Regions from separate parts of the Mus musculus genome. Here regions 2, 3, 4 and 5 are each linked to region 1. The links are chromatin contacts, called in public HiCAR-type and HiChIP or PLAC-seq maps. All regions are on one chromosome and are shown on one strand. The core of a region is the stretch at or near the end of the contact, and the rest is flanking DNA. Distances in the headings are between cores, read along the strand shown.

Region 1 (2,700 bases), core at 54-2,553:
CCCCCCAAAAATGGAAAGATGGAACTACTCCCCATTCCCCTTCTGCACCCTTTATGTCTAATGGAGCCTGGGCCCACAAAGTTTTCCCCGAAGCCCAGGTGGTGGCCAGCAATGAAAAGGGCAAGGTACCATTTCTCACTTGGGACTAGGAGCCCCTGGACAGGGCACTGGGTGTGTCCAGGGAAGTTCCTCAAGTTGGTCTCCAAGAGCATGGCCTCCAAATCACTCAGTGTAGGATCTGGAGAGTGGGAGAGGGACTGGGGAAGGCCAAGGTGACAGTGGATGAGGGTGGCTTTTAGGAGATGTGAAAATTAAAGTTGGAAATCACTATTCTACAGGCAGACTGAGAAAAACTGAAGGCTAAGAAGTGGAGAGAGGAGAGAGTAAAGAACCAGATAGGAGAAATAAGAGGAGACTCCAAGAAGAAAAATGGAGAGAGAGAGAGAGAGAGAGAGAGAGAAACGGGGGAGAGAGCCAGGTGAGGAAAGAGAAGAGAAAAACGAAGAGTGAAACTGAGAAAGAAGGGGGGAAAAGAGTGGAGAAGGACAAGAAAAAATTAAAGAAGGTAGAAAAGGGAAAGGAAAGATAGGGGGAAAGGAAAGAATTAAAGAAGGTAGAAAATAGAAAGGAAGAAAGGGGGAGAGAAGAAAATTAAGTAGGAAAAAAGAAAAGAGGGAAGAAGAAAAAGGAAAGAACTGAAGCGAAATAAAGGGGAAAGGAAGCGAAGAGAAGGAGAGGAAAAGGGAAAAATATAACCACACAGAAAAGAAAACAAGCGGTCAGAAAAGCGCAGCTATCCAACACCGAGCTGCAGAGACGCCTCTTCTGGGTTAAAACAAAACGAAAACACTCGCAGATGGGGCTGCGGAAAGTGCCGGCAAAGCTTGGGCTCGGCTCCCTCCAGCAGCTCGCTGATCTCTGGCCACCCGGCGACGAGTGCTGCGCAGCCGAGGAGCGCGGAGCTCGGGCGGCGAGCGCAGCGCAGCGGCAGACGCACTCGCGTGGCCAGGCCCCGGGTAGCCGCGCCGCCGTCTCCGGGCTCTCCCGCTAGCCGGTGGCCTCTCCTCCACGGTCCCCCAGCGGTACCCACCTCTGCGCCGCTGTGTTGGCGTCCAGCACCCCGGCGCCCTGCATCCACGTCCGCACCGCGTTCATGCCGCTGCCCAGCGGCTCTTCCTTCATACTGCTTCCACTCCGTTGGATGCTTTCCTGGATCCCAAACATGAAAACAACCTTTTCTTGTGGAAAAATCTCCTCCCCTTTGAAAATATTTGAAAAAAAAAAAAAGGAAAAAAAAAAAAAAACGCCAACCACAGATTTTTTTTTTTTTTTTTGAGTCGATGAGACTCGCGCTACATCAAGGCGGGCTGAAAAGCAAAATTTTTAAAAATGTAAACCTTCGCTCAAAACTGAGCGATAACAAGGAGGGGGGCGAGGGGAAAAAAAAAGAAAGGGAAAATCCAACGAAAAGACCAAAATTAAGAAAAAACAGAGATATATGCCTGGCTGTTGGGGGTTGTTTGGTTGGTTGGTTTTGAGTTTGGGTGCTTTTTTTTTCCTTTTTTTTTTTTTTTTTTTTTTTTTTTTTTGCTTTTTTTTTTTTTTTTGCCTTTTTTTTTTTCTTTTTGTAGTAATCACAGGCCGTTGGAGAACAGGAGGGGCTGGAGTTTCCTTTTGTAGCGGTACCTTCACTTGAAGAAGCAGGAAGAAAAAAAACCACCCTGATGACAATTTAAGAAACAATAGATACGACTCTCGAAGCCGGCTTGGCTACTTGAAGTGTCATTTTCCACAACCAGGCAAGTTTTTTTCTCTCTCTTTTTTCCTCCTCCTCTCTCAACCAAAGATGTTTCTTTCCTTTCCGTGCGTGTAGATGAGGACGCTGGTTGCTGTAGACAGATACACCGGAGGGGGGGGGGGGAAGGGGAGAGAGAGGGAAAGAGGAAGGGGGGAGGGAAAGAGATAGAAAAAGAGAGGAGAGGGAGAAAGAGAGGGGTGGACCCTGCTGGATGGAGATTCTGTTTTCTCCTTGCTAAAATAGAAGTGATTTGCAGGCTCTCCCTGTGGAATCCAGTTTGACTCTCCCCAGAGCTAAACACAGGCACACTAACCCCAAAGGGAAGGAGGCGGGGCCCTCGCAGCCTAGACACGCCCCTTCTTTGCATAACGTCATCCTTCCGCCTTATCACAGCCAATCGCAGCTCCCGAGCTGGCTTGTTCACAGAGCCTGGCCACACTCCCTCATTAACATCCTTCTCCTTGTGGCGCAGGGGAGCCGCCAAAGTTCCCGGCAAAGTGGCGAGCAAGGGATCTCTGAGCTCTAGCGTCTAAACTGGAAGGAGCGTGGCCTTAGAGAGCGAGAGAGGGGGCAGAGGGAAGGAGATGGAGGTATCCTGAGTCGAAGGGGTATGCACCATGGCAGTTCTTAAGCATCCCTTCCGAGCCCTGAGCGCGACGGAGGCGTACTGACTGCGTTCTCTTTGGGCAGACGCCTAGTCCCTTGCTTGCCTGTCCTGGGACTTCGGGGGCAAACGTGGAGGAAAAAAGGACTGACCAGGCAGAAAAGGCAGGATGCCCATCCCAGGTGTCCAGCTCTTCACTCTGAAACAAGGGTGGCGGGATGAACTTTATGTGCGCGAGATCGAGACTTGAGGGCACTCGGAAGACATTATCTCCGTGTCAGGAGAGGTAGAGAAACCT
Region 2 (2,700 bases), core at 72-2,571, 560 kb before region 1:
TGGACACTAAGCAGTGTTGACTCCACTGTGAGGCTGGTTCTCCTCAGTTCTCTCTCCGCCTCCCTGATTTCTCCAAGAAGAGCCTGTTTAAGATGCAGTTTGCACCTCCCCCCCCCCCAGCAACCTCATAATGCTTTCTCAGCTTCCTTGTCTGAGAGAGAACTGGCTGTCCATGGAACCTTGGCCAAAGTGTATGTAATTAGATTGTTATAAGGGTGTGTTTTAGTTTTCTCCGTTCATGTTTTTGTAGCAAATATCTTCCTGACAAGTAGAAATGTTTTCCTCTTAATAGCAGCAATACAGAATTTCACTTTTATGCAAATTGATGTGGAGGAAAGGATACTTTAAAGAAAAATAAGCAGAATATGAATGATATTTAATTTGACAAAATGTGGGCATGATATGAATGTGATTGAAGTAAGAAATCATATGTCCTAAGTGGTCTGATGCAGATTAAGCCCTGGGAGTGCTTGTTTTGGAAGTAGTTGAGATTTTCTTTTTATATGTAGTGTTTTATTACTCACAAAACTCTAAACCCCTACAAGGAAACAGCAGAAATGAACAAAGAAATTTGGAATTTTCACCATTCTGACAAATCCATTTATTGAGGGAATCTAGTCACTGGAGTCTCACTTCAACCTTTTGAACATGAAAGACACACATACACACACACACACACACACACACACACACACACACACACACACACTGAGCAGGGGGAAGGAGGGAGGGAGGGAAGAAAAAAAGAGGTGGTGTCTATTGGTCGGGGGGAGAGAGAGAGAGAGAGAGAGAGAGAGAGAGAGAGAGAGAGAGAGAGAGATATCCTGCCCAAAAGTCTAGTTTGTCTCATTACCTTTAGAGTGGAACACACAAGCAGTCTACCAACTGCTTCCAGAACAGACTTAAATTTGTGCCGAAAGACATTTTGCTTTGGCCTTGGGAGACCACATGAACCCACAAATAGTTACAATTTGGAAGAAGTTGTAGATAAGCTAATCCCTTATGATCCAAGTCCTCTCCTCCATACCCCCTCTCTCTTGTGCACGCACACACACACACACACACACACACACACACACACATACACAAACACACACAGAATTTCCAACTCATGTTAGAGTAAGCACCATGGAATATTTTGGGGTGGGTTTTAAAGATGCTGTTTCTGGAAGAATCTGTGTGAGTTCAGTTTAGGAAAAGTGTGGAAAGCAAGATGACATTCAAGCAGCTTGGAAGCCTATTTTGTTGCATATAGTGCTTGGCTAAATGAAATACCCAAGTTAATGATTTCTGCTTGTTAATACATAACTCTGGCTTCAAGTGAGTAAGGGCTTGGAAGAGAAACAGCAGTAAAAACATGACTAGCTTCGTCTTCATTCCTCCCTAATATATTCAATTCCAACCCCTGGAAAACTTAACCAACTTCACTGTAGTCTCTCAAGCTGCCTCTCCTGAGAGTTACCGTCTTTAAGACTGATGTAGCTTCCCGCCCCCTTATAGTCTCCTAGTCTGTGTTTATATAATTATTGTCGCAAATTTAGATATGTGACACTTTAACACCATATTATTGCACTTTAAGGGAAGCCACGCCCTCCGTACGGTTCTCCTTCCCTGGGTGTAGAACTCTGATTCCCAGCAGATGTTCAGTGGTGTTACGAAATGGCTTCAGAATGCTGGAGTCAGATGGAGCACAGAGGCGAGAGCCAATTATGTCATATGGTGTCAATGCCCAGTTACAACACTAATATAACCAGTTTTTTATTATTTTTTAATTTTTTGCTTCTAATGACTTCCATGGATCCTTCAGAGCTCCTTACAAAAAGCCAGATTGGACCTGTCCTTATACTTTTTAAACTAAGGAGGACAAGACATTGCTCATGGTCCGTTTTGTGGGTGCATCAGACATGTCTGCAAAAGGTGAAGCAAAAGTAAAAACAAAATCCTCTACAATAGCTGAGTCACTACTGACTCAATCTGTGTCTAGAATGTGGGTTTCTAGTGAGTGTGTAAGGCATGTGTTAATCCTGCCTTCTATCCAGTTTAATTATCTTCATTTTTCTCTCATTCTCAGAGATTGGAACTATGCATATCTGTGACCCCTTTCCAAACATAAAATAGTACCTTTTTTACTCTTTTAATTCCTACCCCAATCTGAAAATGTAATTGTTTTGAATCTACCTTAGGCTGAGATAACAAAGACACATTTGTATAGGTTTCATATATTTTCTTGGCTATTGTTTATTAGATGAGAGCAAGGGTTAGTTGAAAGTGGGCCCCACAAATCAAAGCTGGTTGTATGGTTTTGTTTCTTTGTTTTGGAGACACAGTCTCATGTAACCTAGGCTGGTCTGGAGCTCACACAGAGCTGAGAATGGTTTTAAATATCTGATCTTCCTGACTCTACTTCCTGAATGTTGGGATTATAGGTGTATAAGGTCATACCTGTTTTTCTGTGGTGTTAAAGATCAAAGTCGGGACATTCTAAGCAAGCATTCTATCCACTGAACTCCATCTCCATCTCAGTGTGTGGCTTTTGTAAATAATGTTTCATTGGGACATAGCCAAACCTATTAGTTTCTAAATCACTGCTTTAACAGAACAGGGACAAAGTTGAATGGTCACTCCAGTAGTCCATAAATATAAAGTCATTACTCTATGGATTCTGTAAAAATACATTTGCTAGTCCCTAGCGCATGGTTG
Region 3 (2,700 bases), core at 12-2,511, 520 kb before region 1:
AGCCCAGATCTCTTTCCAGATTTTGCTCTCAAAGGCCAATGAGAGACTGCCACAGGGCTAGCCTGAATGGGATGCGGTTTAGAAGAACTTCTGTAGCCACAAGCCACCCAAGATCTCTGAGATTCAATAAATAGATAACTCCTGAGCTAAGCCCTCTTGTGTGAAGACTGGATTGCACTCACTCCCGCAGCTTTGAACGTCCTTTACTGCCAAGTTTCCTGTCCTCTCTCCTAGCCCACCACACCTTCCTCCTGAAGGCCTACGAGGACTGTGTGCAATTTCCAGTTTGAAATTAAGCCAGGTGTGAAGTTGTCCACAATAACAATGGAGAGCTGGGCTCTCTGGGTAAAGTCAAGAAATTGGAGTTCTTCCTAGTTCATTGAAAACAGAGGTGACATTTCTTGTTTGTTGGCCAAAACGCTACATCTTTCCGTGGGCCCTCTTTGAATATATGTCCTTCTTTGCTGAGTTGGGAGGGAAACAAAGCATTCAGCAAATGGAGTATTAGAACAAGCACCTTGTCGTAAATGATGGGGCGATGTGTTCAAGTGGGTACCAGCCTCTGCAGTGGGGAGAATCAGCTTTAACACAACTGTTATTTTAACAATAGGTTACCAGATCCATTGGGCAATCTGACTAAGAGGCCGTATTTATTTCCCTAATTTTATAAACATTTAATAGGTCCTTATTAAACACATCAGCCAGCATGATTTAATAACACAATCAGTCCTAGAAGTTTAAGAAAATTGAAAACAGGGTTTGAATGTAATGCAGCCACAATTACTGGAGATTATAGGGAATCACTCCCAGATGTCTACAGGGGAGAACTGCTAATCTCTGTTTGCGTGGAGGTGATTTCCTTTGGAACCCTGCCCAGCCTTCAACAGCACTAGGGCTGAACAAATTAGATTTGAAAGTCCCCAATTTTATGACTAAGGTAATATACTCTGTGTATTTAGAGAAACACTAAGTTCCTATTTGCCCTGGCTCTAGGATGTTGGGTAGAGATGTTGATTTCATTTAGTTTTGCTCCAATGTGGAATATGGCCATAGGTTTGAGAAGGGTCAGCATATGTTTTTGTGCCTCTTTCAGAGGTATTCTGACTCCTCTTTCTCCACCATGCTGCGGCGTTTGCATCATGATGGTGTGGTGATGGCAGATCCCAGGAATGTGCTGCAATTAGACTTGGAAGACAGTGTGCCGGGGAGTCTGGGGACCCCCACCTCCTCCACTAAACTTTTGAGCCTTTAACTTATTTCTGCCCCTGTTTATGGAGCCATCTCCATGTGGCTATTCTTACGCTCAGAGGGTGACAACCTAGTAGGTTTCACTTTTCTCTCTTTGGCAACATCTGGAAAGAGTGAACTCATTGCAAGAAGACAGTTTCTTGACTCTGGATGATGAAGCAAGATCCAGAGGCTTAAGGATGAAGTCTTGGGGGCTAAAAGAGGCGCCTTGTAGTTTGGGTGTCCTCCCTTCTTGTTTGCTAATTTTTAAGAATGGCATAGACATGTTAGATAGTTCACAGTTGCTGAGCATTTACTGTCGGCCAGCATGGTATAGGGCACAAGTGATGTTTTTGAAGATTTCACAAGGACCCGGTGATGTCACTGCCATTTCCCAAATTTACAGAGGTAGCTGAGACGCTCTTAACATTTTAACTTGCTGTGTTTCCTAAGAGAGTAAGGATATAACCATGGGGCTTTGGTTATAAAGCTCTCATTCCATGCTTATTTGTGCCTGTGTGCATGTCTGTCTGTGCATGTGTAAGTGTGTGAGTGTGTATCGTGTAGGTACATGTGCACACATTCATGTGCCTGAGTCCAGATGAGCAGTTGTCAATGTACACCTGTGGAGGTCAGAGGGCACCATTAGGGATTTATGCTTCCTTTCTATCGTGTTTGAGACAAAGTCTCTCTTTTGTCACTGGTTTCTACTTAAGCCAGGCTAGCTGGTCCATGCGCTTCTGGGACTTTTGTCTTCAATTTCTGTCTTGTAGGCGACACCACCCAAACCTGGTTCTACATAAGTTCTGAGGTTTCCAACTCCCATCCTGACACATGCATGGCAAGTGCTTTAGTCACCAAATCAACTCCCCAGCCCTGAGGCTCTTGCCCTCAATGTCTTTGAAAGGTTTGGTTCCCAAGAATGATGAAAATAATGAAGCGGTAGCGAACCTTAACTGTCTGAAAAGAATGTAAGCTTCGCTATGAGTCTTCCTGCTCACCTTCACAGTTCTGGTCTTATCTGCTCATTTCATCCTGACACTGAGTCTTCCCAGTGGTTATTTCGTGTTTTGATACACTGAATCAGCAAGAAGGGAGGACTCAAAAGAGGAAGAACTTTAGGTAAGATTTTTAAGAAATGTTGGTCCACTTGGCAGAGGATGAGACGTTGAGTGGAAGTTCATTTATCTCCTCCCACGGCCCAGGTATTATCCAAAGCCTCTCTTGTAGTTCCCTTTATTTCAGTTGCCCCCATAATCCTCTGAAGTAGTTATATTATAAAATAATCCATATATACCCCATTATATAACAAATTCAATTTTACCCAGCTGGCTAATGGCACAATAGAGACATGTACCAGTGTTTGTGGCTGGTGCCAACTCTTGTCATCAGGCTGGAGCACTATGCATTGAGTCGTCCTTCTTTCTGAGAAATGCAGCCATGAAATATATTCTCCTTTTCCACTACTTGGAT
Region 4 (2,700 bases), core at 73-2,572, 540 kb before region 1:
TAGGCAGTCCCCAGAGAGTGTGAGTGCCACTGTGGACAGGTATACTGACTGAAAACCACAGCTCCGAAGCCACAGGGCTCTCTTTGACTCCTAGTTCCCTTTTCAGTTTATAATGCTCAAAAGGTCAGAGAGGCAACTGGAAGGGCAGACAGAGATCCCTCTGAGAGGATAATGAGGAGGAGACCATGGCTCAGAGGGAAAGACATAAAAGAAATGATGATGTGAGCTATCATTGAGGAGCTCAGGTGCCAGGCAGTATGTAAGCTGCTCTGTGGGCACACTATTATGGGATGCTCCTGGCGATGCCAAGAGGTAAGTGCTGAACTGGTTTGGCAGGGCAGAAGGCTAAGATTCAGAGGGATTCCATACCTCATCAAAGTCACGCATCTTGGATTCAGAAATGATATCAAGTTGTTCAGAAACCAAGAATCTTAATTTGCAAGGCTTTGCTTCATGCATGCCTTTCGGTATGGAGTACAAAGAGTTCGCCGGGGTTCTTCCTTTGCCAAGAACATTTATGAGTGTGAATATATCTGATTCTTAGAAAAAGCTTTGTGAGGTGGCCAGGGTGTGTCTAAATTCATAGCGAAGAACTCGGAGACCCAGGAAAGTAAGCATCTCTTCTAAGCTTGTTAAGGACTAAATCCGAGGAAGCCTAGCTGGTAAGACGTCTTCCTGTGAGTCCTGGGACTGTCTTCATGGAAGTAATGGTTGCCTACTCACCAAAAGCACAGGCGTGGGCATTGGTCCTACTGAAGCCTGGAGTTCATGTTCTCTAGCTCAAGATGACTCTGGGCTGTACCACAGGTTTCTTTGCCTAGGTTTCCTTAGGCACAAAGCAAGAAGACTGTTCATACCTACCTAATAGCTATGAGGAGCATCTAGCACCAGATGAATGGGGCCAGAGCTCCATGAGTAGAAGCAGTGAAGGGTCTTAACCTATAAAATCTTTTTACCTGACTTTTTCTGGCTAAGAAAAATCACAGTGAAGAAAACCTGTCATGGCTAAGACAGTGCCAGAGACTGCTGGCAGGTCTTGTGTGTTAGCGATTTCTAGGGAACGTTGGCCAGTGCTGGATTTGTGAAATAGTGGGACATAATAACCGTTAGTGCCTCTCCCTGGCCTTTAAGGAGGTGAGGTTGGAGTATGGCAGCGTTAAAGACCCTCAAGGCACACCATTCCCCAGTCTCACAACCAGCAGGTCCCTAGGAGCTGCGGTCCCTCTCAGTGGCATCAGCTGCCTTTCTGATAAGTGTTATTCTCTTTGGTCTTCTGGGAGCCCCACCAGCATCATTAATCAAAGCACTGCGTTGCTGCCTCGTACTGAAGCATCCTCCCCGCCTCATCAATCATAAAAGCAGTAAAGAGTGTGCTTTGGATTGCTAAGGAAAGCTCCAGACAGCACCAAAGAAAGGGGAAAAAACCTGGTGCGGGGGCTGGGGGAGAGCTTAATTATCAGCTGGTCCTTGGCCCATCACTCATGCTGGAAATGTCTTTACAGCTTTATTTGGGTTGTGTCTCTTTTTAAATCCTAGTAAACAGCCGTTACGCTAAAAACCCTCATTGCTTGGCACAGGGAGCCCCACTGGTTTTCAAGCTATTATTTTAATAAGGCCTATTTTACAATTAAGGCACCATGGGCTTTAAATTACATATAAAATAAAATGTGGAAATTGAAGCATTAAGTGTGTGACTGCTGTTAGAGAAACAGCAGCCGCTCTTTGTAGTAAAATGCTGTCTGGTATAAAAAGGAACAGAACAGAAGGCTGGATTATGCATTACCATGATGAAAATAAGAGAACAGTGTGTGCCTGCGTGTGCGTGCACACACGTGCGCACACACACACACACACACACACACACACACACACACACACACACGACCATCTGAATAGCATAGGAGACCTATGCACCACTCAATTAAGATTTATGGTCCTGTGTAGGTAGATAAAAATATAAGTATAATATTAAATAATACAGGAACAGCAACCAAAAATCATACCTAAAAAAATTAAAGATTGTCTCATGTAGCAGAAGCTGCCCTCATATTCATTATGCAACAGCCAAGGATGGCCTTAAACTTTTGATATATTTGCTTCAACTCCCCAGGTCCTGTGATCATGGTCATTCACCACCATATCTGATTTTCTGCAGTGTTTGAGGTTGGAACCCAAGGCCTTGTGAATGGCAGGCAAGCACTAACAAGTTGCACATCTCCAACCCTGACACCTAACATCTTTCAACACTTGTTAGCAGCTAGTCAAGAGCTGAGACCTATTTCCTTCACAGTGCCATCTTCTCATCAAGTCTAAGAAGAATGTGCCATCTTTGTCCCCATGGGAAAAGGGAACTGAGGACTTGGCAAGGAGATCATTTGCCAGTCTTATGTAAGCACTGAGAACTGGGTTGGGTAGAGGGGAGTCCATGAGCAAAGTGAACGACCATGATCTTCGCTTGGTGGCAGCTATAAAGTATCAGGAGGTTGATATGCTAGATGAAAACTCTTTCACCAAGCCAAGTTTATCCAGGGTGCAGGGGTGATGAAGAGTTTTACTGGTTGATATTGAATATTGACTTGACCTGGTCTTGAATCACTGATGATGCAAGTCTCTGTGCATGCTTCTGAGAGCGTTTCTAGATTGTGTTAATTGATGCGGGAAGACATGCCTTAGGTGTAGATCACCCTCTGACTTTATGCC
Region 5 (2,700 bases), core at 178-2,677, 570 kb before region 1:
AGCCAAAGCTTCATGGATTATCTGCTGCTGACAGCTAACAGAAGGGATGTTCATCTCTGACACTAGGACACACATTTGTAACCAGTTGGCTCCATAGCCTTCCAAGGCTCAGGCTCCAGTTTTATCTCCAATAATGGAATGGTTATTGGTCATTGGGGGAAAATCATTGTTAAAGATCATTATCTCTCTTTGCAATTCATCTGGAGGCAGCAGGCTTCCACCCAAGACCCATAAACATATGAAAGGGATAGGAGTGTATCTTGGTGAGCATGAAGCCGGGGAGTTCTAAACTGCATTGTGGACTTATAAAGCTTAGAATCTTAAGATTTTTCTACACATACAATGTGAATGGAAGTTAATGTTTTGGTCCAAATCCCAGTTATTCAGAAATAATGTAGTTAAATTAAGCTGTATTGGAGACAGTGTAGATAGATAGGTAGATAAATAGAATGATAGCAGGTAGGTATGCAGATTATGCAGATTAGATAGATAGATGATAGATAGATAGATAGATAGATAGATAGATAGATAGATAGATAGATGATAGATAGATAGATAGATAGATAACTAAATAGAGACAATAATGCATTTTAGGTGATGGAGGGAGGAGATTGTATTTCACATTAATTTCTGGCTGTATTCAATTAGGTGCAGAATACAAGTGAATTTTGGAGTTGCTATCTTACTTATGGGTTTGAACCCTCTGTGTAATTGAGAGCAAGTCTCTGCTTTCTCTAAGTATTACTCCTCTCATCTGGAAGTTTATGATGATAGTTTCAATTCCACCTAAAGATTCAGGAAGCTTAGCAGCTACTTCATTATCACCCAGGTGTCAGAGGAAAGCCAGGAAAGCCGAGAGTGAAGGCGTTCCTGATGACCTCTCAGAAACTGTCCACTCTGGGTACTGCTGTTCTCTGCTTCATTACCCCATTGAGGTTTTCTTTCCCCCAGACACTTGTCTCTGTCTGTAACAATCAGTCATGCATTTGTTTAGATGCTTATTGGCTTGCCTCATTCAATAGAATGTGACCTGTTTTAAGTAGGGGGTTTGTCTTGTTTCTTCACGTCTATACCTTCAGTCTTTAGGAGATTGACTGCTATGGGGTAGAGGTCCCACCAGGGTTCTCTCTGCTACTTCAGGGAGTGTAAACATGGGAACAGCTGACGTGTTTGTTAAAAAAGACCAATGTCATGAGGCCCAATCCAAAGGTCACTTTCAAAGATTCCCTTGAAGGAGAATCTTCCATCCTTCATGTGATTCCAATGTGCATCCCAGCTTCAGAAATATTTCATTAGCAAAATCGCCCATGTTCTCAAGGATCTTTCCATCTTAGTTGGCAGTCAGTCTCTTTCCTCGGTGAGGAAAGACAAATGTCTCTACAGTTTCATGGCTCTACCTCCAAATGTAGGCTCCTTTGGCCTTTTCGAGTTACAAAGAGGAAAAAGAAAGGAAGAAAAATTCCCCGAGGGGGAAGTATCTGCGGATAGAGCAGGGAGGGGCACAGTAAGGAGAGGGTGAAATGAATCAGCACACAATGAAACACCCCTCTGTAGGGGTCTGTGAGAGCCGTGATAAAGAAATAAGAAGGGAAAAGCAGAGGAAACAGATGTAGCTGCCAGAAGTTAAATACACATCTGTTAAGAATGCTCTTCTCATATGCAGGGTCAGAAAAATATGTACAGATGTAGCACCCCACTGATTGACAGCGAGACCTCAGTTCTGGCTCGGGGAATCTTGTTTACTTGACAGCACTTTGTTTTAAAGCTGGAGGCAGAGAAATGTCTTATGCATGTCCTTAAACTGGAAGGCCTTTTGTTCAGGATACTTATACCATTTGCAGATAATGATGTGCATAGCAGTTTCAGCTGTCTGCATATGCATTTTTATGTTTTTTTATGACAGTTCTGCGTACTGAACTAAAAGGCCATTTAGAACTGTCAGTGCTGACAGGCATCACCCTTTACATTTACAATTCTGTTAGCGTGCATTGTCAGGTAGGCTCGCCAGACTGCCGAAATGTGATTTCCTTTGAAACCTATGTATGACTTTAATTTAATACAGCAGCCTCAAAAGAGAGAGAGGGAATAAGAGAGAGACAGAGAGAGCGCCCAAGAGAGCTTTATTAAGTATTCTTTTTCCATTAATCTCCTACTTTTTTGTTTTGTAAGACCCTTCCTTTATTCCTCGGCTCCTTTCTTTTCTCTTCCCCCTCTCTCTCGGCATTATTTCCTCTTTCGTCTTTCTTCTCCATGGGATTCTTCGTGTCAAGCAGAAGGGATGTCAGACAACTGAACGACTTTACCTAGCTGAGCCAAGCCAGACTACCTCTCACTTTCCATATGGCCCAGGGTTAATTTTCAGTCAAACCAATTTTTAAAAGACGTTTGGCAGAGTGTGGTGCCGAGTGAATATTCACAATCTGGATGGTGGGGACGTGGGAGGAATCCGTGTAATCCAGCTAATGACTTATCATCGTGTAGTATCAGAGCCACCTGTCTTTGAGAGAGCCCCTTTATTCTGCCCCCTAGACATTTATTTCAGCAGTATGGGAGTCTGACTTATAAAAAAGAAACGATAACCTATGTACCTTGAGAGGAATGGAAGCCTGGCTAAGCCATGGTAGGAGCTGCAAGCTTTGATGGCTCACCTGGGATAGCCAGCCAGTGTACAGGAGGCGGACATACTTTAACTCCAACTGG

What was found. HiCAR-type assays count read pairs that join an accessible place to other places. HiChIP or PLAC-seq counts read pairs in DNA pulled down with a chosen protein or histone mark.
Region 2: a contact with region 1 is called in a HiCAR-type map of fibro-adipogenic progenitors, with 9 times the contacts expected there. The contact joins the enhancer-like site here to the promoter of Ebf1 in region 1. A contact is called at or near these places in 9 of 39 promoter capture datasets (the 3T3-L1 cell line, 3T3-L1-derived adipocytes, the C10 cell line and 4 more), 2 of 15 datasets of contacts at CTCF or cohesin (large pre-B cells and pro-B cells), 13 of 484 Hi-C or Micro-C datasets (B cells, CD4 T cells, adipose-derived mesenchymal stem cells and 5 more), 19 of 115 datasets of contacts at active chromatin or transcription factors (the 230-238 cell line, the NIH/3T3 cell line, craniofacial prominence and 13 more) and 3 of 9 other capture datasets (adipose tissue, embryonic stem cells and liver).
Region 3: an H3K4me3 HiChIP or PLAC-seq map of embryonic limb bud shows a contact between it and region 1, with 7 times the contacts expected there. The contact joins the enhancer-like site here to the promoter of Ebf1 in region 1. A contact is called at or near these places in 10 of 39 promoter capture datasets (the 3T3-L1 cell line, 3T3-L1-derived adipocytes, the C10 cell line and 3 more), 2 of 15 datasets of contacts at CTCF or cohesin (large pre-B cells and pro-B cells), 12 of 484 Hi-C or Micro-C datasets (embryonic fibroblasts, embryonic stem cells, gonadal supporting cells and 4 more), 16 of 115 datasets of contacts at active chromatin or transcription factors (the 230-238 cell line, the NIH/3T3 cell line, cardiomyocytes and 10 more) and 5 of 9 other capture datasets (adipose tissue, embryonic stem cells, embryonic tail and 2 more).
Region 4: an H3K4me3 HiChIP or PLAC-seq map of embryonic stem cells shows a contact between it and region 1, with 7 times the contacts expected there. The contact joins the enhancer-like site here to the promoter of Ebf1 in region 1. A contact is called at or near these places in 13 of 39 promoter capture datasets (the 3T3-L1 cell line, 3T3-L1-derived adipocytes, the C10 cell line and 6 more), 2 of 15 datasets of contacts at CTCF or cohesin (large pre-B cells and pro-B cells), 11 of 484 Hi-C or Micro-C datasets (B cells, embryonic fibroblasts, embryonic stem cells and 1 more), 17 of 115 datasets of contacts at active chromatin or transcription factors (the 230-238 cell line, the NIH/3T3 cell line, cardiomyocytes and 11 more) and 3 of 9 other capture datasets (adipose tissue, embryonic stem cells and liver).
Region 5: an H3K4me3 HiChIP or PLAC-seq map of embryonic basal ganglia shows a contact between it and region 1, with 4 times the contacts expected there. The contact joins the enhancer-like site here to the promoter of Ebf1 in region 1. A contact is called at or near these places in 12 of 39 promoter capture datasets (the 3T3-L1 cell line, 3T3-L1-derived adipocytes, the C10 cell line and 6 more), 1 of 15 datasets of contacts at CTCF or cohesin (large pre-B cells), 8 of 484 Hi-C or Micro-C datasets (brown adipocytes, centroblasts, embryonic stem cells and 1 more), 17 of 115 datasets of contacts at active chromatin or transcription factors (the 230-238 cell line, craniofacial prominence, embryonic basal ganglia and 10 more) and 2 of 9 other capture datasets (adipose tissue and embryonic stem cells).

The regions. Positions count from the first base shown.
Region 1 is chr11:44,616,703-44,619,402 of GRCm38.p6, reverse strand. Ebf1 (early B cell factor 1) reads right to left here and starts at 1,303. Exons shown (of 16, transcript NM_007897.3): 1 at 1,091-1,303. The coding sequence starts at 1,224.
Region 2 is chr11:45,174,207-45,176,906 of GRCm38.p6, reverse strand. No RefSeq gene overlaps it. Among named protein-coding and RNA genes, the nearest start is that of Gm12159, 59 kb to the right of the region's middle. Within about 2 kb of position 1,321, at least 38 of the 459 cell types and tissues checked have an H3K27ac peak or open chromatin away from gene starts, as enhancers often do. A contact at or near this core is called in 3T3-L1-derived adipocytes, the NIH/3T3 cell line, adipose tissue and 3 more, where this site is marked.
Region 3 is chr11:45,135,117-45,137,816 of GRCm38.p6, reverse strand. No RefSeq gene overlaps it. Among named protein-coding and RNA genes, the nearest start is that of Gm12159, 20 kb to the right of the region's middle. Within about 2 kb of position 1,261, at least 11 of the 459 cell types and tissues checked have an H3K27ac peak or open chromatin away from gene starts, as enhancers often do. A contact at or near this core is called in embryonic limb bud, where this site is marked.
Region 4 is chr11:45,153,348-45,156,047 of GRCm38.p6, reverse strand. No RefSeq gene overlaps it. Among named protein-coding and RNA genes, the nearest start is that of Gm12159, 38 kb to the right of the region's middle. Within about 2 kb of position 1,322, at least 7 of the 459 cell types and tissues checked have an H3K27ac peak or open chromatin away from gene starts, as enhancers often do.
Region 5 is chr11:45,190,833-45,193,532 of GRCm38.p6, reverse strand. No RefSeq gene overlaps it. Among named protein-coding and RNA genes, the nearest start is that of Gm12159, 75 kb to the right of the region's middle. Within about 2 kb of position 1,427, at least 9 of the 459 cell types and tissues checked have an H3K27ac peak or open chromatin away from gene starts, as enhancers often do. A contact at or near this core is called in embryonic basal ganglia, where this site is marked.